Linked DNA regions of Mus musculus: all the other regions are linked to region 4. Evidence: chromatin contacts called from public Hi-C data. All regions are on one chromosome and are shown on one strand. The core of a region is the stretch at or near the end of the contact, and the rest is flanking DNA. Distances in the headings are between cores, read along the strand shown. Region 1 has its middle 56 kb from the start of Gm40533. Region 2 overlaps Gm40533 (a long non-coding RNA gene). Region 3 overlaps Gm33562 (a long non-coding RNA gene). Region 4 has its middle 200 kb from the start of Gm33459. Region 5 has its middle 38 kb from the start of Gm40533.

Region 1 (4,491 bases), core at 39-2,538, 330 kb before region 4:
CTTTACCAATCGTGACGGGCATAAATAATTGAACATGTTAATTGGTTGTTAGGGCTGTTCCCTGGCTCCAAAATTTTCTTGTGCATAAACGAACGACCTTGCTGTGTGACTCCTGTTTATATTCTTTTGGGTACCATGCTTCTTCATTACTTTTATTCAATAGAGGTGGGAAAAAGTGAAATAATTTTAGAAAATACAGCAGGCTCGGGTGAGGCACAAAAATAAATCACTGCTCAAGGCTTCACAAGACCCAGTGATACGATGTGTTTAATTTGCTCAGTTATGAAAGTGCCTCCAGGGTCCTGGGTTATGAAAAACAGTGGATATTTTGTGAGGAAATGGAGCCAAATTGGAAGGATTCTAAACGCTTTCTGACGTGTTTAGTGGTGGATGTGCGTTCAGGTTGGGGTGGGGGCGGAGAACTCGGCAGATTCATTGTTTGCACTTTCTGCTTAGGGGATATGCTTCTGTGTTCTGAACGCAGGCATTTCTGGGTTGCTTTCTTGAGAATGGTAACGGAAAGCGGTAGCAATCGCAGGTTGTAAGGTGCATAGTGGCGAATCATTCCATTTTGTAAATCCATCTCCTTACACTGTATTTCTTTACTGCTAGGTAATTTGGACGGATGTCACTGGGGGACAGAGAGAGCGATTGGTGCTTCCAACTCGCCTAATAAAGAAAATTCCTAATTTTCTGTCTTTTATCTTTTGCCATTCTTTTGTGCTCCTCCTTGGCCTTGTCAAAACATATCGTTCAGTTAGAGACTAAAAATATTTTCCCATCGATTGGGGTTATTGATTTTTTTTAATCTGTACTTTGGCTTGAAGAGCGGGGGTGAAGGGTGAAAGTTCAGCGGCTTAGTCTGCCGTTTTTATCTGGACGGCAGAAGAATGTATTGGCAGCAGATTTGATTTACCTTGTTGGTCAATGGTAGATACTTCAGCCACTGAAGTCCACCCTCCAGCATTCCCTGCTGGTGCCGCTGCCGCTGCTTCTCTCTCTCTCTCTCTCTCTCTCTCTCTCTCTCTCTCTCTCTCTCTCTCTCTCTCCCACCCCTCCTCATACCCAGAGATTCTTGAGAGAGAGAAAAAAAAAAGAAAGATCCACCTTCCTATTGCTTCCTTCACTCTCTTCCTAAGGCATGATGTCCCCACCCCCTTTCTCCTTTTAGGATTTCTTCTTTCTTTTCCAGAAGTCGAAATGCTTCCTGGGTGCATGGCCAAAGGAAGAGGACTGCTTGCTGCTGCTGGGGTTTGGCTCCTCTGCCTACTGGGTTTATTGTCTGGGACTGAGTCCAATGCCTGAGGTCCCAGCAAGATCTGATGTGGCTGGATCAGATCTCACAGTCACTATTATCAGAGCTTGTCAGAGCCATGCAGCCAGGGCACAGATTGAATGCTAATACAAATGCTGAAATGATACTCAGTCTTCCCAATAGCATTACACAGAGGAGGAGAGCAAACCATCAATTGACAGAGAGGAATCTCAGAGTCTTGGCTCAGCATGTTGGCATGGAGATTTACTTCTTGCATTAGAATCCATCTTTCTCATAGATGTGTGATTCCAGACAATTTAGCCTCTGGATAATTTAGTTTTCACATCTGTAAAATGGGGTTAGAAAACACAGCTGCTTCATCTAGTACTGACAGATAAATCCATGCAAGAGTCCTAAGACCAAGGTCTAGCATGCTGGATGTCCTCAGTGAGCACACATATGATACCAGAAAAAACTGAGAATAGAGAAGAAGCCTTAGAAACAAAGAGGTTCACTCAGAGAATGAGAGCTGATTTATATACCAGAGACTTAGAGTCTATGCTAAGGGAAAGAACTGACCACTGACTTATCCCACTGTGGGTTCTGGGGACTCTAACTTAGGTCATCGTGTCCTTTCTTACCCACTGAGTCATCTCTCCAGCTCCATTACCCTGCTTTTATTTACCTTCTTGGACAGAATTCTACACCCTGTAGGAGTGAGCTTGTCTTGATTTGACTTTTCTTCCAGTCATGCATATGCTTACCTTCTGTTTGAATGGCACCTGCTCATATTGTTTGTAGGTAGATTCTGCTCCCACAAGCCTTTGCACTCATGTGTGTGTATATATATATATATATATATATATATATATATATATATATATATACATATATATACAGAATCCATGCATAACATATAAAACACATCTTTTAAAACCCTATTTTATCAGCTTGGTTGATTGTGAGTGTAGAAAAATATCATCTTAGTTATTTGGCCAATTTAATCCAAAAGGTGATTTCCTTAAGAATATGCAAATTAGCTTTAATGACTCTTAAAATCTTGCTGGCTGAAACAAAGGTATGAAAAGTGCTGGTCTTAGTGGTGGACACCCTTGTAGGAATGCTGGCGGTGTACCAGTTAGAGTAGAAACAAAAAGGTGTATGAGCAAGATCAGCATCACTAAAACACTGTCTACTTGCAAAAAAATGAATGGAAAGCCAGGAAAATATCCTACAGAGATATTTTCTGTGAGGTAACAGAACAAGGGAAATGCAGTAATGTGTGTGTCACTAGACAGATAATAATTTCAGTGGGTCCTTGTTTTTGAACCAGACTAATCCTAAGATCATCTAACCATGACATTCTTATCAAAATTTTACCTTTGAAGATCCCATTTCCAGACAAGGGGAAATTGTGAGGCTTCATGTGCACATGAATTTTGGGGGACACTATTAACTCATTACATCTCATGTAGCCAGTAGTTTGGGTGCCGTTCCTGGGTAGGATGAGATCTGGTGGGGGCCATAGTAACGTGGACAGGCACCTGACTGCTCTACACCTCCACCATATACCTTTGTCTCATTCTACTCTGAGAGTCTGAAATACAGATGTCTGTAGAGCAACTTATCTGGCAAGTGCTTATTGTGTTGTAGAAATGTAAAGTAGAGATGGCAGGAGACAGTCAACAGAAAGAATTATAAGGGTGGATCCATCATGGAACAAGCTATTTCCATCTCTTCTATGACTATTTCAATAGGCTTTGATGTGAAAGATGGAAGTTAACATTAAAGGCTGGGTTCTATTAAATCCCAAATGTTTAGCACACTACAGAACCAGTTACTCCATTTAGACAGATAAGAATGTAATTAATTGCATGAATCTGGTGATATTCTGAGAAGATGGAAAAAATGGAGCTCATATCTTAGTGAAAACCTGCAAAGGATACTTTTAATATAGTAAAGGAATTTGGAAGAGAACTTGACATGATTGGTGAAACTCATGACAAATTTAGTTGGTTGGCAGTAGTTAAGAAGGATGTTAAAAATGAATAATTTTATTTATTTGGTTTTTAACTCTTTGAAAACAAGACAAAGAGTTTAAAGTTACTGTAACACTGTCACAAACAGTTTCACAAAGACAGACACCTTCAGTCTATTTGGGTATAGACGTCTTAGTGGTCCCAGAAAAACTGACCCATTTTATTTTATCCTTTATACAGCCAATTCCAGATGGCTGAATTGAATATATCTGTCACTCTGACTTGTGGACTTCTGGCCCATTAAGGCAGCCAACCCAATTAGGCAGGACTTTCTCTAGCTTCACCTTCTGACAGAGCATCTGATTAGCTTGAAGCTCCTGCTAGATGCCAAATCTCCTTCAACTTTAAACGTTCTCAAGAGATTGAATTTTTTGCTCTCTCTGCAAAATGCTTCTTTTGAGGGCTACGTTTAGGCTTATATTTTAGGGTATATTTAGGGTATATTTTCTCTCAAATCCTTGAGTTTGGCTGTTTGTGTTTGGAACTCATGCTGGTGATGAGCCAACAGGGTTAAGATGAGTATTTTGACATTGATCTCGGATGATCTGCCATAGTAAGATGAGTAATGTTCTCCACAAAAATACACACACCTGAATCTCTGTAGCCTTGGAATGTTGTCTGCCACAAACCTTACTTAATTCTGAGTTTATGATCAACCTAAGGGTCTTAACGGAGGATCTAAGTGAGGAGATTACAAGTATCCTTAGAATGGGAAGATTTACACAGACACACAAAAAGGAAGCAGAGGAAGAGGAGTCAGAAGAAGAGAAAGAAGAGGAAGAGGAAGAGAAGAAGAGAATAAGAAGAGGAAGAAGAAGAGGAAGAAGAGGAAGAAGAAGAGGAAGAGAAGAAGAGAAGAAGAAAAAATGAGAAGGAGGAGGAGAAGGAGAAGAGGAAGAAGAAGAGGAAGAGAAGAAAAGAAGAAAACGAAGAAGAAAAAGGAGAAGAAGGAGAAGTAGAAGAAGAGGAAGAAGAAGAGGAAGAAGAGGAAGTAAAAGAAGAATAAGATTAAGAAGAAACTGTAGACCAATAGTTCTGAAGATAGAAGAGGGAGCCATGAGCTAAGGGAAGCAGTTCCAGCAGGTAGAAAAGACAAAGGAGCTCACTGTCTTAATCTTAGTGTTTCTGACCTCCAGAACTATGAACTGGACTGGAGAGGTAGTTCAGCTGGTAGATTATGTCTTCATGTGTTCATGC
Region 2 (4,559 bases), core at 1,629-4,128, 380 kb before region 4:
TGCATGCAGATGTGTTTTCCAGTGTGTGCACTTCTGGGTCAGTCTTAGTGATACCCTAAACTCAAGTGGACTTATAGGCAACTGTGAACTGTCTGATGTGAGGGCTGGGAACTAAACTCAGGTCCTCTAGAAGAGCAACACATGCTCTTAAGCATCAAGCCATCATCTTTCCAGTCCCATTTGTGTAACCTCTTAACAAGATATTTGGCTTATGTGGATGTCAGTTTTCACATTTCAAAAACAAAAGAGCAGTGGGTTAAATAACTGATCTGTGAAGCTTCATTAGCATAGACATGTACAGCCATGCAGTGTCCATGGCCATCTCTAACATGTGTGTTTCATTAGCATAGACATGTATAGCCATGCAGTGTCCATGGCCATCTCTAACATGTGTGCTTCATTAGCATAGACATGTACAGCCATGCAGTGTCCATGGCCATCTCTAACATACATGTTTTTGCCTTTTTGTATAGAAATTCCAGCCTGTGGTGCTAGCTGAATCCAGATAATTTATTTCACTGTAGAATCCATTATGTCCAAGGGAGAAGCCACAATCCAGTAACATTTGATTTGTACACTGGATATTCAAAGGCTCGATGCTGGTGTTACCAACTGCTTCTTTCTGTTTCAGGTGATGAACTGAGAGTTCATATAAGTGGCATCCATCACTGGGAACCTCTCATGCCTGGTAAAATGGAGATAAATCTGGGCTAAAGTCCCAGCCATGATTTTAAAAAGCCTCTGTCCCTATCGAAGGTGATGGTGGAGTGAGATGGATTGATGTCCTGGAAAGTGATGAGGGACATCGGGACCGATTCACACATTGGAGTTGGTGCCCTCCACTCTGACCCGAAGGGCGCCAGCTCACAGTGTGAGGGCCTTGGTCTCTATATCCATCAGCTCATCTGATTTTCCTTTGAAACTGACAAGGTGACGTGGGCAACTGTCCACATGGCTCAGGACAGGGAGCATCAAGTCATTCCACATGGGCCATCAGACAGCACCTAGAGGTAATGGCCTTTTGTCAATAGTGTCCTGGCTTGGATTCAAATCAGTGACTTAGGGGTGAAAGGCTCTGGATTCTATTATGAAGTGCCCTGAGCTGTCTAGGGGCTGAAAACCATCCCTCATCACACTTAATGGTGGAATTTAAGGAGCCGCTCTTGCTTTTTCTGCCTCTCTCTCTTCCTTCTGTTCTTTTGCCTTTTAAAACTTAAATCCAAGTTTGGATCAAATGGACCACTAGACATGGTGGAAAAGATCTGTTAATATGTTTTTATTTATTATTGAATATTGAATTATTATATATTGAAGGTTAAAACATAACATACATCTCTATTACTTCCCTCCACCTCTCCCTTTTTCCCTTCCTCCCTCTCTTCCTCCTTCCTCCTTTTTTCTATATATTGTCAATCTAATCTCTTTATATTTCCTTTCTCCTCCCTCCCTCCCTCCCTCCCTCCCCCTTCTTCCCTCTTTCCCTTCCTCTTCCCCTCCCTTTTTTCCTCTTTTTTAGTACTACTTTCTTTCCGAGCTAAATATTAGTATACATCATTTGAATAAAATTGTTCTCTTAAGGTTGAACTCATGAATCCAGGCAGACAAGCCTGTTTTTAGGGGTGCACTATGGTCTCAAGAATAAGACATGCTTATGGTCAAGAACAAAGAGAAAACTCTTCTAGAATGAGACCCAAAGGTGCTCCGGCTGTGCAGGTGGGAGAGCCAGATAGAACCTGCAGCTGGGACTCCCGTGGGGCTGAAGGTGAAGGGCCCACTCCTGCCCGTGTTTGCTCTCACCATTAGCTGTAATGAAACCCGTGCCTTGCAACCAAAATGCTTGCTAAAGGTCACAGGATCCATTTTTCTTGCTAGCAGCTAGCCTTTTTCTTCTCCCCTGCCCGTTTGAATCTTAACCTTGTAACTAACGACATGATCTTAGAAATAAATGAACAATTCAGCCAGGACTGCTTGCAAATTAAGACAAAATAACTAGAAAAGCCACCGTGCTCCCTTAAAGACTGGAAACTAGGTTGGCGATAACGTCGTAAGCGGCACATTAGGGTTTTGTAACTCTTTGTTCTTAAGCTGTACAATCCCATTAAACTGGGGGGTTTCAAAAGCCTTTCTGAGAAAGACTCTGCTGCTTTCTGCAAGGCTCCTCCTCGTGGTAACTGTGTGGTAATGAGCACCTTCTTTTCAGGTGAATTTGGGGGAGGTGAGGGCCAAAAGCCGCTCTCCCTGTCCTCTTACCCTTATTTCTTTGAGACCATATTTTCACAGGGCTCCGGGATCAAATGCTGGAGATGATTTCTAGCCTTTTGCATGACTACAGATAGAAAGCTGTAGCCATAGGCAATGGTGCTGGGACCCCAGCACAGGTCAGGGGGAGTGGTGACCTCTATTAGGCCTGGCTGCTCGGCAATGCCGGAAAAGCTGGCATGACCTGACATTCGTCCATGACCAAGGTCTGAGATATGTGCTGAGTTTTATCTCTTTAGCATTGATTTCTGTTAAAAGATAACTAAACCTGAGAAAAATGTCATATTTTAGTGTCAATGAATGATGTAAAAAGATAGAATTGGAGGAGCAAATGTAGATGGAATGAGAACGGGGAAGAATTAGACAAGGATTGAAGGTGACTGTCTGGTTAGACCTCGGAGCAGACAAAGGCTCTGTGACCTCCTTGTGCAAAACTACTTTCTGTTTTTGCCCCTCCAAACTTGAAAATACCAGACTCCTTAGACTGAAATCCCAAGGTTGTATGGATCCCAGACTATGACATAGTTACTTCTGGAACATTCCTCTGGGTTCCTCTTCCCATTGATTCGGCTCTTAGTTAATGATGTCACTTACATGTGAAATGCTTGGCTAACACAGCCTTTTCTGCCAATGAATAAAGACATGGCCTTAAAGAGTTGAAGGCTGAACTGCCAGGCTCAGAGGCCTCTGCGACAGAGAGAGAATGCTGTTTTGCCACAGGCTAGTGAGAAGGCATTAGTGGTTAGAAGCCATCTGTAGATGAATCCTGTCTACACTATCTGTGTAAGGAAGTCTTACAGTAGGTTGCAATGATTTGGCTTTCTGCCACCTCTGTTTATGTAGCATGTATATTCACAAAGCACACGGGCATACCATCTCACTTCTGTCACACAGCTTGCCCATAGAACATCTGGAGAGATTTTTAGAAACAGAGAAGTGTGGTCGTCTCTTTCTTGCTTGCTTTGTTTCCTCATAAAGGGACCGGATCTATGTGTCCAGAGCCAAATGGATGTAATTAGGTGAAGAATCGTTTTCTCTCTGTGTCTGAGCAAATATGTTTTGCAGTATACCAATTTCTCAAGGGCAGTGGGCTGGGACGGCCAGTCATTGCTGGGGGACGGCTGCTGACCTTCAGGCCAGGCCGACTTTAATTTGCACACCACCGCTGGTCCCAGGAGGCTCTTCAGGCCAGGCCACACAATCAACACAAACTAGCAGCCTTCTATTGCCCAGCTGCCCTCGCCCACCACCCTGAAGGACGTGGTCATGTAGCTAACTAGACATTGCTGCTGCCCAGATTTTGGAAGTGTGAACTGGGAAATTAAACTGAGTCTAGGCTGATAAGCAGAAGCCAAGAAGCCTTGGTGTCTCCTGGTGTCTCTCTTTCCAAATGCATTATTTAGCAGGAGTCGACAGGCAGCATCAACCTTTTGTTCTGATGACACACCCTGAGCCCTCCTTTCAAAACAAGATACTGAAAGGGAACTTGGAAAATAGATCCAAATTATGCAAATCATCTGAGAAGGAAGTGGTGCCTCAAAGCCTTAGTTTGGCCAGGGATTGCAGACTGTTGATTCTGCTGTCTCCTATCTTCTCTAGACTGAAACTGAACCATGGAAGGTCCCCTAGCAGTCATCACAGCTGTCTTAAGGAGTGGGCGGGGTTGCTACTAGATCATTACAGTTGATTGCTGCACGATGGATCAAAAGGAAAAAGGAGGAAGAGGGGGAGGGGGTGTGGGAGAAGAAGAGACAAAAAACCTGATCGACTAGATGGGGTGAGTATGTGCTCTTGGGTTTCTTTGAGTGTGAAAAAGAATAAGCATTCTGGGACTGAGATCTTGTTTTTAACTAGAGAAAATTAAAGGGAGATAGCATGTGACGCCAGCTGTAGCTTGGGGGCCCATTTAAGCCACAAAGTGCTTAGGTAACTTAAATGTCAGAGTCAAAAAACTCTAACTGTGGTCCAGGAAGATGGTTCGGTGGAGACAGAGCTTGATGTGTAAGTGGGAGGACATGAGTTTTATTTCCCAGAAATCGTACTAAAAAGGCAGAACAAGGTGGAGTGTATTTATAACCCTAGTGCCAGGGAAGCAGAAATGAGAGGGTCCCTGGGGCTGCTGCCCAGCCTGCCCTGCCTGCCCAAGTCTCAAGGTGGACAGCTCCTGAGGAACGTGTTAGGTCGACCCCTGGCTTCTACTAGCATGTGCACATGCAAAGCATGAATACACACACACACACACACACACACACACACACACACACACACACGCACACACGATCATAAATTGTTAGGTGGGA
Region 3 (4,198 bases), core at 374-2,873, 470 kb before region 4:
TAACTGTGGAGTCACCTTCCAGGCTGCTGCCTGTCCCTGATTTTTATTTTAATTGACGAAAGAAAGAAGGTAGATGCCCCAACACTGCCATTAAGCCTGCATGGAGCAGGGTTTGTGGCCAGTGCATGCATGTGTGCCGGCCTGAAGTTGAAACCTAAAGTCTTCTTCAGTTGCTCTCAACTATAGTTTTTGAGACAAGGTTTCTCACTAAACCTGAAGCTCACTGATGCAATTGGACGTGCTGGCCAGAGGTCCCCAGGTATCTACCTGTTTCCTTCTTCCCAGAGCTGGGATTACACACTCATGGGGATCCGAACTCAGCTGTTCTCTAGCCTCCCCGAAGTTGCTTCTTGAAACAGCCTGTGCAGGGACCAAGTTCAGATTCTCCCTTCCCTTCCCTTTCCCCTCTCTGTCTCCCATTTCTCATCTCTCTTTCCTTTCCCTCTATTTGTCTCCTTACCCACAGACATTTCTCTTAAGCACTGGAGACAGAGCATCTTTGGAAAAATGTAAATGAAAAGAAAGCAAGACACCTTTTGGTCCTGTAAACATGACCGATGATTTAAATAAGGCTCCTTTAAAGGTGAAATAAGGAAATGGAAATTATATCAGATTTCTGTGGCATAATTCAAAACTGCTGGCACCTTTGGAAGTAAATGTATTTTCCTTCATAGCAAGACACGTTTTCAAAATAGAGTAGTTGTTACATATAAATGCATCCCTCCCCCTTGGAAGCATGGCCACAGCAGCAAAGAAATTGCCCTACCTTGACCTCTACGTGATTTCCATGGCTGCTCTGAGCCCTTAATGACTGGCCATTCGGGAGGGATCAATCCAGTCCCCTGCTGCTGTGGGAGTAAAAGGACAAACTGAGAAGCCATTTGTATCATTTTACAGAGAAAAGGGTTAAAGATGGCAAAGTGAGGACTTTTTAAAGACAGCTCCCAGGAACGTTAAGACCCTGAATATCTGGCCTGGCCCATGACTCGAAACCTCACTGGCTATGCTCCTCCTGTCATGATAATCGGTGTCTGCTGACCACTCATTTCAAGCAATTATTTTGTACCTTGGATTTTCCCCTAATCCCAGCTGTTTGTGTCACATCTGCATCCATGCAGCACCGGACCTTTCTTTAGCTTCTTCTCACATTTCTGGGAGCAGTGGGCGAATGTGGCTTTGACTCTTGCATTGGTGGGTCTGATCACATGATCCAATCTGCCCCCATCCCCTCAATAGGCTGGTCATAGAGTAAGGCTGTTTCCACCAACCATCTCCATTAATTAATTAGTGTATTTAGTGGTGGCCAGAGGCCTGCTCATCTCAAAGCTCACAGAGCATACCAATGCTGAGCGATGGCCTTGGTGACAGCCCATCTGTATTCCAGTTGGCCTTTGTGTGTGTGTGCATGTCACTTGTGTGCATATGTGTTCATGTGTGTGGTGCATGTGTATGTGTGCATGTGGGAGTCAGAGAGTGACATCAGCTCAGGTGTCTTTCTCAATCATTCTGCACACACCCTGCTTTTTGAGATAAGGTCTCTGATGAACTCAGGTCTTCATGTCCCTGTGATGGGAAGCATCTAGACTGAGCCATCTCCCAAGGTTCCAAAGTTCTCCTCCTTTTTTGTGGCATGTTGCAATCTGACAGGCTCATGACAAATAGGGATTGGCCAAGCTTGGCTCTTGCTAACACCCATGAGGTGTGATGTAATAGTTCATAGATCCAGCAGCACAAGTCTCAGTTTCCAATGTTCTGTGGTTTCCTCCCGTTGTTTCTGCAAGGGGCTCTGGCTGAATCCTTGAGGTGTTTGTAAAGCTCTCCTCTCACAGATGTGATAATTTGTACTGTGGAGCTGGGGGCTTCTTGGATCTTCTGGGTTTAGTTGTGGTTTGTCACCTTGCTGCAAAACCTTTGAACAGTGTCCTCAAATGGTTCCTCATTACTTAAAAGTTCCAATTCTGTGAACGAATACGTGTCCCAACAACCTCACACAAGCCACTTGTGTTTCTGAGAAAATGAACCAGAGAACTTCTTGCTCAACTATTTTGGCAATAAAAAACATATCATAAATGAGAGGGGAGAAGAATATTGTTTGCTAAAGGACTGCTGGGTGAACTGCCTCTTGGCCTTTTGATAGTGTCTTTGATATGGAAATGGACAGCTGCTTGACCTTCTGTTCAGTGGCCCTTTTTGTGCAAAGTCAAATTGCAGCCCCTCACAGCAGCAATGCACCTATGGACACAAACAGGATTTCTATTTTTTTTTCCTCCTATGCCTCCTCCCCCCACCCCCACAATTGTTACTACAAACATTTTTTTTTCACTATTCACACGAAAGACATCATGCTTAAGGGGAAAAAAGGCATCAAAACATTGGTGACTCGAAATGATTTCAAAGCACCCGTGACTTGTTTGTCGTCAGGTCTGCACTCTATCAGCGCCTTTTAAACGCATTGCAATGTGAAAAAAGCACAAGGAAAAAAATGATTATTCATGAATGAAGGTTGGGGATCCTCAGGTTCTCATTCTCCTCTTGCATTTGAAAGGCAGAGCAGGGGAAAATATCTCTTGTGAAAGAAAGAAGGAGGAGGAGGAGGAGGAGGAGGAAAAGAAGAAGAAGAAGAAGGAGGAGAAGAAGAAGAAGAAGAAGAAGAAGAAGAAGAAGAAGAACCACCACCACCACCACCACAACAGAGTAAGTCTATTTTATGTATTAGAAATGGGAGTATATAAACAAATGCCTTTATGCACTCTTTAGGGTCTTTTGACAACAGGAATTAGTGTCTGGAAGTGCTGTGCTGTAGGCCACACTGGAAAGAACAAACTGTTGGTCCCCCGTGCCACACAACAAGCCATTCTCTCTTCCTTGTGCTCTCTCTACCCTAACTGGGCAATGAAGAACATCTTTAGCTTAGAGAAAGTTCAGGACCATGTTGAGAGAAGTGGCTGGGCATCCAGCTGCTGCCCTGCCATGGATGCCACTGCTTTGATGGCCTACAAGGCCAGGATGCAGAGAGGCTGGCTTCCTACCCTGTGACCCACGCATGGTGTCTGTGCTTCAGGCGTAGGTAGGTCCTGAGTGGTAGTGGAGAAGCCACTCCTTCCCTGGGATGGACAAGGGAATGGAAGAAAGTAAAGATGTAGATCAGAGGGTTTCCATGGGAGTAGATTCCGAGGCACTGACTGTGTGCCTGGCTCGTTAGTCACTTTATTTTATTACTTTTTTTTAATGAAAAAAATTTAGGGCCAGTGCTATGGCTCGGTAGGTAAAGGCACTTGCTGTTGATCCAGATGACCTAATTTTGATTTTTTGTGTCTTCCATGGTGAAAGGAGAAAACTGACTCCCTCAAACTGTTCTCTGACCTCCACATGTGGGTTTTGTTATGTATGCAAACACACACACACACACACACACACACACACACACACACACTGTAATAAAGTATGTGTGTGTATGTGTGTTGTATTTGTGGTGTATGGCTGTGGATATGAGTGTGCCTGCATGTGTGTACATCTGCATTAGGTCTTTCCTTGATTATTCTCCACTTTTGTTTTTTGAGACAGGCTCTCTCAGTAGACCTGCTATGCGGGCTGGCAATGAGCTTCAAGGATTTGTCTCTACTTCCCAGTATCGGGGTTGTGGCAATGAACAACGATACTCAGATTTTTTTTCCCTGTAGGTTCTGAGAATTCAACTCAGCCTCTCATGTTTGCAGAGCATTGTGTTTACAATGCGTGCCCAGCTTACCAGTCACTTTAATCCCACATGAGTTCCAAGAGGCTGGATGTCAAGAGTGGCGGGGACAGGCTCCGGGAATGGGCAATCCTAGCTTCAGATTCAGGGAGCCATTCTGCTGCAGACAGAGGCTGGAAGCCTCACTAGGAGCTAACTGAAGGCTGCTATGGCAGTGGGCAGAAATGATGAACTCGGTCCAGTGAGTGCTCTCAGCCTACCACACTCCCCCTCATTCCCACATACCAGAGAAGGGAAGGCAGGACATGACCAGATTCTGATTTAATTTAGGTTTTTGTTTTTGTTTTTTTTCCCTTCCCATGAATTCTAAGTTCATGGCCCCATGACATTTCCCCATGTGAACAGGGAACCAGGAGTATTAATTACCCCCAGGAAGTTTTCTTCACTACTCTTATGAGAGCATCCCATCTGACATTTGCTGAGCTGAGGCACAGTTGGCTCCCA
Region 4 (4,681 bases), core at 1,823-4,322:
CATCCTGACAGCATGTAATTTTCTGATTAACTTTTCTCAAAACTTATGCCCAAGTATTCCTGTAATAAAGTATCAACTCCCCTCAATGCTGCCTCCTCATGTAATAGCTGGACACTGGATGACAACAAAGACCTCTTAAGTATGAAGTAACTCTGTTACTCAGCTCCCTGTGTACGTGTTGGGGGGAGATGAAAAGTTGTTAGTTATCTTCCTAACAGCCAATCCAGCCTCATCTTCTTGATATCTACAGCATGATGGTCTGCATCCTTTCTGGAACTATAAGCTAAAACATCCCCTATCTCCCAAAAGATGCTTTGTAAAAAAATCATAGCCATAGAGACTTAATTAACACAGCATGCAGTCATCCTGGTCATTCTTTCTATCCAAATCCTAAATGAAATAGAGCAATTTGAACTTCTATAGACCCAGTGGCTTGTGTTCTAAAATCCAGCCAAACCGCTACATTATCTGCTCAAGCTATGAGAATGTTCTATCTCCAGAACCTAAAGTTGTCCTACAGTCCTTACCATCTCACTGGCTCCCAAATAACTGCTTGGTGCCATCATGTGTTATCTGTCATTCACCTTCTCTTTGTTAGGTTACTATGGAAACCTATTTGCCCTCTATCTGTCCCAATGCCAGGATGAGGGTAAAGCAAATGAAGCAGTGGGTTTGTATCTGGAAGCTCTCTTTTCTGTTAGGCTGGGTCTTTCCTTACATTGCATTCTCCTGGTGTCCTCGTTACTCCAGTCCTAGCCTTGTATGCCAAATGCACAGCGCATTCTGTTGCCTTTTGGGTTTTGTTCTTCAAAGCCCCATAATGTGTATTATACTATCAGTCCTTCAAGAGACTGCTATTATTAGTTTTCTATTCTACAGAATGAAGCAGTTTAAAATTGCTCAAAAAAAATAGCATTAGGGATAACATATATCATAGCCAGAACCTGTTATGGGGTATTGTAAATATTTGTGGAATGTCCTCCTGAACTCTAGGGTACAGCCTCTCTCACACTGTGACAGGAAATGGCTTTCCCTTCCTTCCAAGACTGCATTCCAATCTATTTTCCAGCACTAATTGTTTCAATTATCAGTGACCTCCCCCATGTTTGTATATTATTCATCATTTATCTTACAAGTGTTTATTGGTGTTATAGTCTCTAATTTTCCTTTTAGGGTATTATTGGCTGAATACATTGGCCATTTCTTGAGGTGAAGTCCCATGATAAATGAATTCTACATTTTTAGACAGACTGAGTTTATCATGCTTTAAGTTATTTCTATTTCATTTATTTATTTGTACATATGTGTTTGTGTGGCATGCACATGGTACAATTCATTGTGAAGGTCCAATAGCAACTTGTAAAAGTTGTCTCTCTCCTTCTATCACATGGGTCCCTCATGTCACATTCAAGTGTGGCAGCAAACACCTCTACCTACGGAAGTCATTTTGCTGGCCCAGCATAGGACTGTGAAGTTTAGAAACATTTTCATTTTTAGTCTGCTTTCATAGATGAGAAAACTTCACTGGAAGGGATAACAGCTGAATTCAATGGAGACAGAAGAGTCTACATTTAAACTGCTATGCTATTATTTATTTGGTGACAAAGAATAAATTGTGTAACTCTTTGCATTTAAATGACCTACCTTCACTGTAAAGTTTCCAGAGATTAAAAATCAGAGCACACCATGAAGGACACAAGCCATTCTTTTACCTGGTAAATATCCACTGTAATCATTTTGGCAAGCTTGAAACTAAAGGGCCCCTGGTAAAAGAAGTCATCTGGCCTGGCTTTATACTTTGAGCTGCTTCTGCTGTTTGGAATGGCCATTTTGCCATCTGCTGTTTACCCAATACTGATGAGGTGACTCAGTGTTTTTCTTTCGCTACTACCTGACCTGGTCCTTGTGAAATATCTCCTGATTTCAGACTGCATCTCCCCAGATTGTGAAGCCCAGTGGCTGCTGAAGCAGTCATGTTTCAACTCCTTCAGCACACAGTGTCACAAAACTATTAAATAGGGAGAGATAGAAGGGACTTGGGATGGTCATATATGGGGACTATCAGGAATTCTTCATTACCTGGTCTGTTAAATGCTTCCGTATTATTGATTTGCCTCTCACACATCTGGCTCCTAGGGCAGAAACATGATGTGATCTCTGCCTGCTCTGCCTGCTGCAGGCACAGGACAGTAGCAAGAACAGCTTTCCAGTTCCTCAAAAATACTACAGGACATACTAAGAGATTACCTCAAGTAAAAATCAAGGCGTTGTTTTGCTCCTAAAAGCTTTTAAAGTCATGAGAAAGAAAACACGTCTTTCTTTTCTTAAAAAAAAAAAAATAGAACCAATAGCTTCAGGAAACAGATGCATTGTATGTGTGGCTAATCCTTAGGACATGTATACATGAAATTTGAAAATAAAAATTTTGTCAAATATCTATGCTGACATCTCTAAGCATCATAGCTGGCTATAGATCCTTGAACTTTCACTGATGGGACACTCTTGCTGCAAGCAGTACAGAGATAGAAAAGAACACCACGCAGATTTTCCAGTCTGCCTTGTGGTTCTTATAGTTGCTGCTTCTTATGATAATTGACATCTTATGTGTTGATAGCATGCAATATTTTTTAATCTTTATATTAACCAACTACAGGTATAGTGTGCAGATTTTTAAAATATTCTCCTATCAAATTTTAACTTATTTGATTTTTTTTCTATTTTTTTTTCAGACAGAGTTTTATGTAGCCCAGGTTGGTTTCTAACTCCTTATACAGCTGAAGATAGCTTTGAACTCTGGATCCTCTGCCCTCACCACCCAAATGCTGACATTACAGATAGGCACCACCATATCTGGTTTACGATCATGTTGCTGGGAACAGAACTCTGAGCTGACTGTGTGTGAGGCAAACCCTTTACTAATTGACTCACATCCATGGGCCAATTATTTGATGCTTTATCCAATGAACTAAATTTGTTTGATGCAAACAAAGGCTTGGAATGAAGCTCTCTCAGGCTTGTGCAAGAATGGCTGATTCTTTCTAATTCTATGGTGCCTTTGTACCCGGCTGTGCTGAGCTTGGAGGGTTTACCTCAGAATGTGACCTCGCTCACTGGGAAATGCAGTTCTTCATGAAGAACCAGGTACTCGCTTCCCAGCAACGCAGCCTAAGTAAATGCCCAACTCAGACGGTCAACATCACTGTCACAAAAAAAAAAAAAAAAAAAAAAGCTTCCCTGTGTCACATCACCACACATTTGTCATTAGGGAACTGCACACTCGGGCATGTCATAAATATTTGGTCTACGTAGACCCAGCTTGACCTTCTTGCGAGACAGCAAGAAAAAAAAAATCTTATCTTCGTCCTTGGAAAATGTACAATTAAATGAAGGGAAAGTTTGAATGTGGCCTCTGAGAGACTTTGTTTCCCTGAAAACAAAATCATTTTGTTCTAGTCAATCAATAACCCTACATGGTAAATGTGAATCGCAGGCTCAGAACAAGGTTATCGGCCATAACATTTCTTAGCACTTTCATAATGTTATCAGGAATTAGAAGGTAACACTTATCAAATATTTACAAGCTGTGTGGGACACAGCACAGGGTAAATACACGTATCTGATAATATCCAAGCTGCATTTTAACACAGTTGCAAAAAAAATCTCAGAAATGTTTGCTTTGCAATGATGTATTCTTCACTCTGTAAAAATTTAACCATGGCGATGCTCTAGTGACAGGTGGAATGGGTCACAGGACAGCAAAGGTATCTCAGGTGAAAGGTCAGGACCAGCATAGAAAGACATACCCCAGACTGCACAGTTTTGCCCATGCCAATTGAGAAGGATACTAATATTAGCATATATTGGAAATGTGAAGCAAATACCAACTGTATATGGAAGGCATATAGTAACACAACACCACACACACACACACACACACACACACACACACACAGAGAGAGAGAGAGAGAGAGAGAGAGAGAGAGAAAGAGAGAGAGAGAGACTAAATAGCTCAACTTCTGTGAGCAACTCCTTTGTGTAGCCACTGGTGACATTTATTCAATTCCATGGGACAGAAACTTATTTATTTTTCTCCCTTCACAGATTGGACAGTTTGCTTCTGTAGAGGGTTCACTCACAATCAAGAGCCTTCATGATCTCCTCCCTCATAGTAGATCTTCTATTAGACAGGGCAAAAGGAAGGGAAGGGAAGGGAAGGGAAGGGAAGGGAAGGGAAGGGAAGGGGAGGGGGGGGAGAGAGAGAGAGAGAGAGAGAGAGAGAGAGAGAGAGAGAGAGAGAGAGAAGGATGGAGAAGATTAGAGAAGATTAGCCAGAAAAATAGGAACCCCACAGCCCCAGTGCCCCAACCCCTATCTTGATACCTTGATCTGCTAAACTTAAATGTTCTGAAGGCATCCTGCATGCTGATGTCCTCTCTCTCTCTCTCTCTCTCTCTCTCTCTCTCTCTCTCTCTCTCTCTCTCTAAGTATGGAGGACAGAACTGGGAAGAATTTGAATGGGTGTAGCTGAATAGTAAGACATGGCTATCGTGGTCTGACAGGTTGAGTACAATGAAATATAAATTTCCAAAATAAAACAATTACTTAAAAATAAATTATGTTGGTAGGGTATACAAATACACACACACACACACACACACACTAGAGTGTTTACACTGTTGAT
Region 5 (4,547 bases), core at 1,546-4,045, 350 kb before region 4:
GAGACTTATTTATTTTTGACTGTGTGTATGTGTTTTCACAGGTCAGAAGAGGGTATCAGATCTTTAGGAGATGGAGTTATAGGAAGTTGTGAGTCACAGGATGTTGCTGGAAACTGAGTCCTCTGAAAGAGCAATACGTGGTGAGTCTGAATTTTTGATGCTGTCTTTTCATCCTGACACTTTACTAAATTTATTTTTTAGTTCTATTGTCTTTGGTGGAATTTCTAGATTTTTCTATCTACTAAATTCCATTTTAAAATGGGAAAGGCTCACTTTTTTCCTTTTCTGTTGTAGATCTTTTCTTTCTCCTAATTTCTCTGACTAGTTTTTCTAGAATGATCCTTCCCATAGTTACCTTCAGCTGTCAACCTGACATAGCCCAGAGTTACAAAGAGAGTTCCAAATGGTGGATTGCCTTAATCAGATTGGCATAGAGGCATATCTTTGGGGGCATTTTCTTCATTGATAATTGATATAGGAGGGTCAAGTCCACTGTGCGTGGTACCATCCCTAGTCAAGTGCCTGGGCTGCACAGATAAGGTTGCTGAGCAAGGTAGAAGAAGCAAGCCAGTAAGCAGTGTTCCCCCATGGTCTCTGCTTTAGTGCCTGCTTGCAGCTTACTGCTTCATCTCCTGTCCTCAGGTCCCTCAATGATGCACTGTAACCTGGAAGAGGTAATAAACCCATAAACCCTTTCTTCCCCAAGTAGGTTTTTCTTAGGTGTTTATCACAACAACAGAAAGCAGACTTGGACAATGTTGGATAGAAACATGAAAAATAGACCCATTACATTTTCCCCAGTCATAGAAAAGCTTTTGACATTCCCTCATTCCTTCCAATGTGGTTTATGTGTTGTTCATATGAAGCTTTATTATGCTTAATTGCCATTTTCCATATTTAACTTATTAAGTTTTTTTCTAATCATGAAGAGCCGTCCAATTGTAAGCATTTTAAGAATGTTTCTATGGGTCACAAATTTGACTTCAATACCCCTTTCTCTGCTTTCCAGTTTTAGCACAGCACACTAGCTATTTTTCAGCAAACTAGTATGTTTTTCAAGGTGCAGTTTAGTGTTGGGTCTTCCATTACCAATCAAAACTTCCAGAACCTTCTTCCCATGTCAATCTTATACAAGCAGTGCTCCGTATACTCCATGCATGGTTTCTCTTCTTCCCCTTGGACTATCGACCATTTGATGTTTGTCATTTTGCTCCTCACAGTATACAGTGAGCTCTTCATGGTCCAGGAGCACACTTTGTTCTCTCCAGGCCCTTTCCTGTCCCTGCTCCTCCCACCTACGTGCCGCTACATATTTTCCTAGTGACTGATCAGTCCATTGACTTGAATAAACAATACAGGGGTTGCTTCAAAATGCTTATGGATCTGAAAGGCCCCAGATAGAAGGATGTATGATTGGAAATCAGATGACCTTACAGGTAAGATATTAAGGGACAGAGGAAGTGGACAAGCATTCAAAAACCTTTTAAATTATCTCATGAGTTGAAAATAAACAGATTAACCTACCAGGTAACAGGAGTGCCAATTGGGAGCCTCTCATTCTTAGTTGGCCATAAAAACCACACCGCAGTTACTTTCTGAAAATATTTTCAGTCTTTAAGTTTAAAAAATACTTTTTCTTTCTTTCCCCTTCCCTCTCTTTTTGCAGATAATACTTATATTGAAAATACATCCAGACTAGTCTCTTTTCTTTTTATGAATTTAAAATTATATTTTTTACTAACATTATTTTTGAAAATTTCATATACATATATACGTTCTATCTTGGCCATACCCATCATACGCTTCCTTTTTTTCCAACTCCCCAATATACCTCCCATTCCATTCCAAATTAATATCTACAACATCCCAATTTAATAAAACAACACCCACTAAGTCCAGGTACCCTCTGCTCAAATGAACATGTGTGTGGTGTAAGCTGCTGGGTCCAGATGCTGAGTGTGGGAGCAAATGACAGCTGACAGCTACTGGGGGATGGTCTCTTTTCTGACACATCTCCTCTGAGCTGCTCCTTTTCAGCTCTCAGGTCCTCCTTGGATACAGTGAGTTGGATGTTAAAGATGAGTAATCGGGAACAAAATGGAAAGCGCTAAGCTGGCCTCGTCTTTCTGGGAAGAAACTTTATTTAATCTATTTCCTGTGACTGAGTCAGTATTTCTCCTTCTCTCCCTAACAAACAGAGATTTACAAGCTCTGTGCTGGCTCAGCCCTGCACTCATGGCTCTGCTTCCTGCTTCCCAGGCACAGGAGGGCATTTCCCAGCCAAGGCTCACATGGAGAGAGACAGAGAGATGTCAACCACTCTGTAAACCCTCTGCCCATGTCTCTTTTTGTTTCTTTCTACATCCTCGGCACACAAAAAAATGCTCTCATTTTGCTAAGTACCCCACTTGGAGGGACTCAGAGACTTCTGCACACCAACTGAAAGTGAAATCTTCCCAGTGTCCGAGGAGCTGGCCAGAAGCAAATCCTTGGGCACCAGAGTTCTGTATAAAGGGGGATTGTGGTTGGAGAAGGATGGCCTACACCCAGTTTTACTATTCTTCTTTGGCCAGGTTTGCGTCTATTTGGAAGAATGAAACAATAAAACAGCAGTGCATGATTTTCTTCATAAAAATCTACCTACACCCCTGTTGTATCAGGTTATTCATATGAACTCTATGTTTAAGAACTTTTGGTGAAATTTCTTTTAATTAATTTCTTAGGTTAGCATAGAGTAATGGATTTCACCATGGTGTTTTCTTACATGTACTTTGCTGTGTTCTCCTCCCCCACTGTCCTTCCCCCTGTTCCCTATCTCCCTGCTCTGCCTCGTTCCTTCTCTTTCTGCGAACAGTTCCCCCTCTTGCTTTCCTAGCACATGGATTAATCATTGGACAAGTTCTTGGTAGTTAAATTGACTGACTGATGTAAAAATCTCTTAAAGACTAATCAAATTACTTCATATTTGCGGATATGGTCGTTTGACGGCAGCTCACTTTTGTTTTACAATGATTAGATCCTAAAATGGTTAAGTGGCAGGCTTGAGTTGTAACATTGAATTCAGCCTTGAAACTGGTCGGCTAATTGACACTCTGCTCATCATTGCAACACTTCAGAGCCCCAAGACTGACCACAGTCTGCCTAACTCAGCTGGAACAGATACTGGAAGCTTCAGTGATTGTTCCCTGAACCAAGGGAAGTTCCAATCATTGAGGACTGTTCACACGCTGACCTTGTAGTACAATCATTGGCAGCAAAGAAAATCCAGTCCGCCTGTGTTCCTTGGCCACACTGTGTTCAAGGGAACAACTTGCCTGAAGGCAAAAACCAGACCAACCAAACCAAACCAAATAAGACCCGATCAAGCCAAAGTACCAAACCAGCACAACCGACCAATTAATCCAAACCACATCAAATCACTCCAGACTCTAGCAAAGCAACGAATGGAGATCAGGTCAGACCAAACCCAACCTGGTGTATGAACTCTGAGGAAGCACCAAAACTGGATCTAGATGATTAATCTCTTCTGAGCATGAGGGAATAGCATGTTGTGATTGATACACACCAACCCTAAGTCTAACATACACTTCCGGCTTTGTGAGTCTTCTACATCCTTTACTTACTGTATCACCCCTCCCCATCCCCGGGGACATTTTGCTGTTCTAAACAAGGGCAGAACTCCATTGGTCTTATCAAGTTTTGCTGCACTCTGACAACCTTTGACCAGTTATGTCCTGCTTTCTTTTCCAGGTAGTAGCATTGGGAAATTAAACACAACATGGAAGGGACAGATCCTCTATGGGACACTAACTGCGTAACACTTGGTTTTGATTTAGTGGGTTGGAAGCTGCCCAGAGTCCGTGCCCTTTGCTTAGCATATGTGGGGGATAGGTCAGTGCTGCTTAACTAGCATATTAATTCAAGTGCTTCCTCTCAAGTTTGGCATTTGGACTCTGTTCGTGGAAAACATTGACATTTGCTTTCTGGTGAAGAGGACGGTACCTTAGACTTTGGGCCACTTTCAGATGATGTATTCATGAGATGCTCATCATGATAAAGGTGCCCAGGGAACAAATTATGTTCAGTGTTGATTTAACCTTGGTGAAGCATGCCTAGCTCCAACCTTTGCTCTTGGTAGAACATCTGGGTATACTGTTCAGTCTTGTTTTCTCTTGCAGCCCAGCTCCCACATGCCTGCAGGGCAATGGATTTGCCAGCCTGGCCTCCTATCAGACCCCCCATGGTGGCCTATGTCATTGGTCAGCACTCAGAAGAGTAGCTTACCATCAGCTTGTGCATCACATGCTACCATAGAGGACTGCAATGTCTCCATTGAATCTGTAAGACGGCAAGTTTGAATGGCTAGGATATAAAATGCCAGTCAAGTCAGATAAATCAAATAATTATTACTCTTAAAAGAGAAGTCTGAGCAAGAATTGAGCAATGCTAAGTGTCTTGTCCATTCAGTCACCTTACAACATTACTCTTCATGGTCCATGAATTTGAAGTGGTTTTTAAAATTTAGTTTTATTGTATTTAACTGAAAG

What was found. Hi-C and Micro-C count contacts between places; a contact is called where the count stands out from the background.
Region 1: a contact with region 4 is called in a Hi-C map of liver, with 6 times the contacts expected there. The contact joins two enhancer-like sites. A contact is called at or near these places in 2 of 484 Hi-C or Micro-C datasets (both in liver) and 1 of 9 other capture datasets (embryonic stem cells).
Region 2: a Hi-C map of liver shows a contact between it and region 4, with 3 times the contacts expected there. The contact joins two enhancer-like sites. A contact is called at or near these places in 3 of 484 Hi-C or Micro-C datasets (all in liver), 1 of 115 datasets of contacts at active chromatin or transcription factors (differentiating embryonic stem cells) and 1 of 9 other capture datasets (embryonic stem cells).
Region 3: a contact with region 4 is called in a Hi-C map of liver, with 6 times the contacts expected there. The contact joins two enhancer-like sites. A contact is called at or near these places in 2 of 39 promoter capture datasets (both in liver) and 5 of 484 Hi-C or Micro-C datasets (all in liver).
Region 5: a Hi-C map of liver shows a contact between it and region 4, with 5 times the contacts expected there. The contact joins two enhancer-like sites. A contact is called at or near these places in 1 of 39 promoter capture datasets (liver) and 6 of 484 Hi-C or Micro-C datasets (all in liver).

Annotation. Positions count from the first base shown.
Region 1 is chr9:74,652,943-74,657,433 of GRCm38.p6, reverse strand. No RefSeq gene overlaps it. Among named protein-coding and RNA genes, the nearest start is that of Gm40533, 56 kb to the left of the region's middle. Within about 2 kb of position 1,288, at least 6 of the 459 cell types and tissues checked have an H3K27ac peak or open chromatin away from gene starts, as enhancers often do. A contact at or near this core is called in liver, where this site is marked.
Region 2 is chr9:74,700,525-74,705,083 of GRCm38.p6, reverse strand. Gm40533 (a long non-coding RNA gene) reads left to right here. Exons shown (of 3, transcript XR_870920.1): 3 at 632-1,327. Among named protein-coding and RNA genes, the nearest start is that of Gm40533, 8.7 kb to the left of the region's middle. Within about 2 kb of position 2,878, at least 5 of the 459 cell types and tissues checked have an H3K27ac peak or open chromatin away from gene starts, as enhancers often do. A contact at or near this core is called in liver, where this site is marked.
Region 3 is chr9:74,791,021-74,795,218 of GRCm38.p6, reverse strand. It overlaps Gm33562 (a long non-coding RNA gene), which reads left to right. Exons shown (of 4, transcript XR_870924.1): 4 at 2,546-2,637. Among named protein-coding and RNA genes, the nearest start is that of Gm22315, 11 kb to the right of the region's middle. Within about 2 kb of position 1,623, at least 4 of the 459 cell types and tissues checked have an H3K27ac peak or open chromatin away from gene starts, as enhancers often do. A contact at or near this core is called in liver, where this site is marked.
Region 4 is chr9:74,323,357-74,328,037 of GRCm38.p6, reverse strand. No RefSeq gene overlaps it. Among named protein-coding and RNA genes, the nearest start is that of Gm33459, 200 kb to the left of the region's middle. Within about 2 kb of position 3,072, at least 11 of the 459 cell types and tissues checked have an H3K27ac peak or open chromatin away from gene starts, as enhancers often do. A contact at or near this core is called in liver, where this site is marked.
Region 5 is chr9:74,671,074-74,675,620 of GRCm38.p6, reverse strand. No RefSeq gene overlaps it. Among named protein-coding and RNA genes, the nearest start is that of Gm40533, 38 kb to the left of the region's middle. Within about 2 kb of position 2,795, at least 5 of the 459 cell types and tissues checked have an H3K27ac peak or open chromatin away from gene starts, as enhancers often do. A contact at or near this core is called in liver, where this site is marked.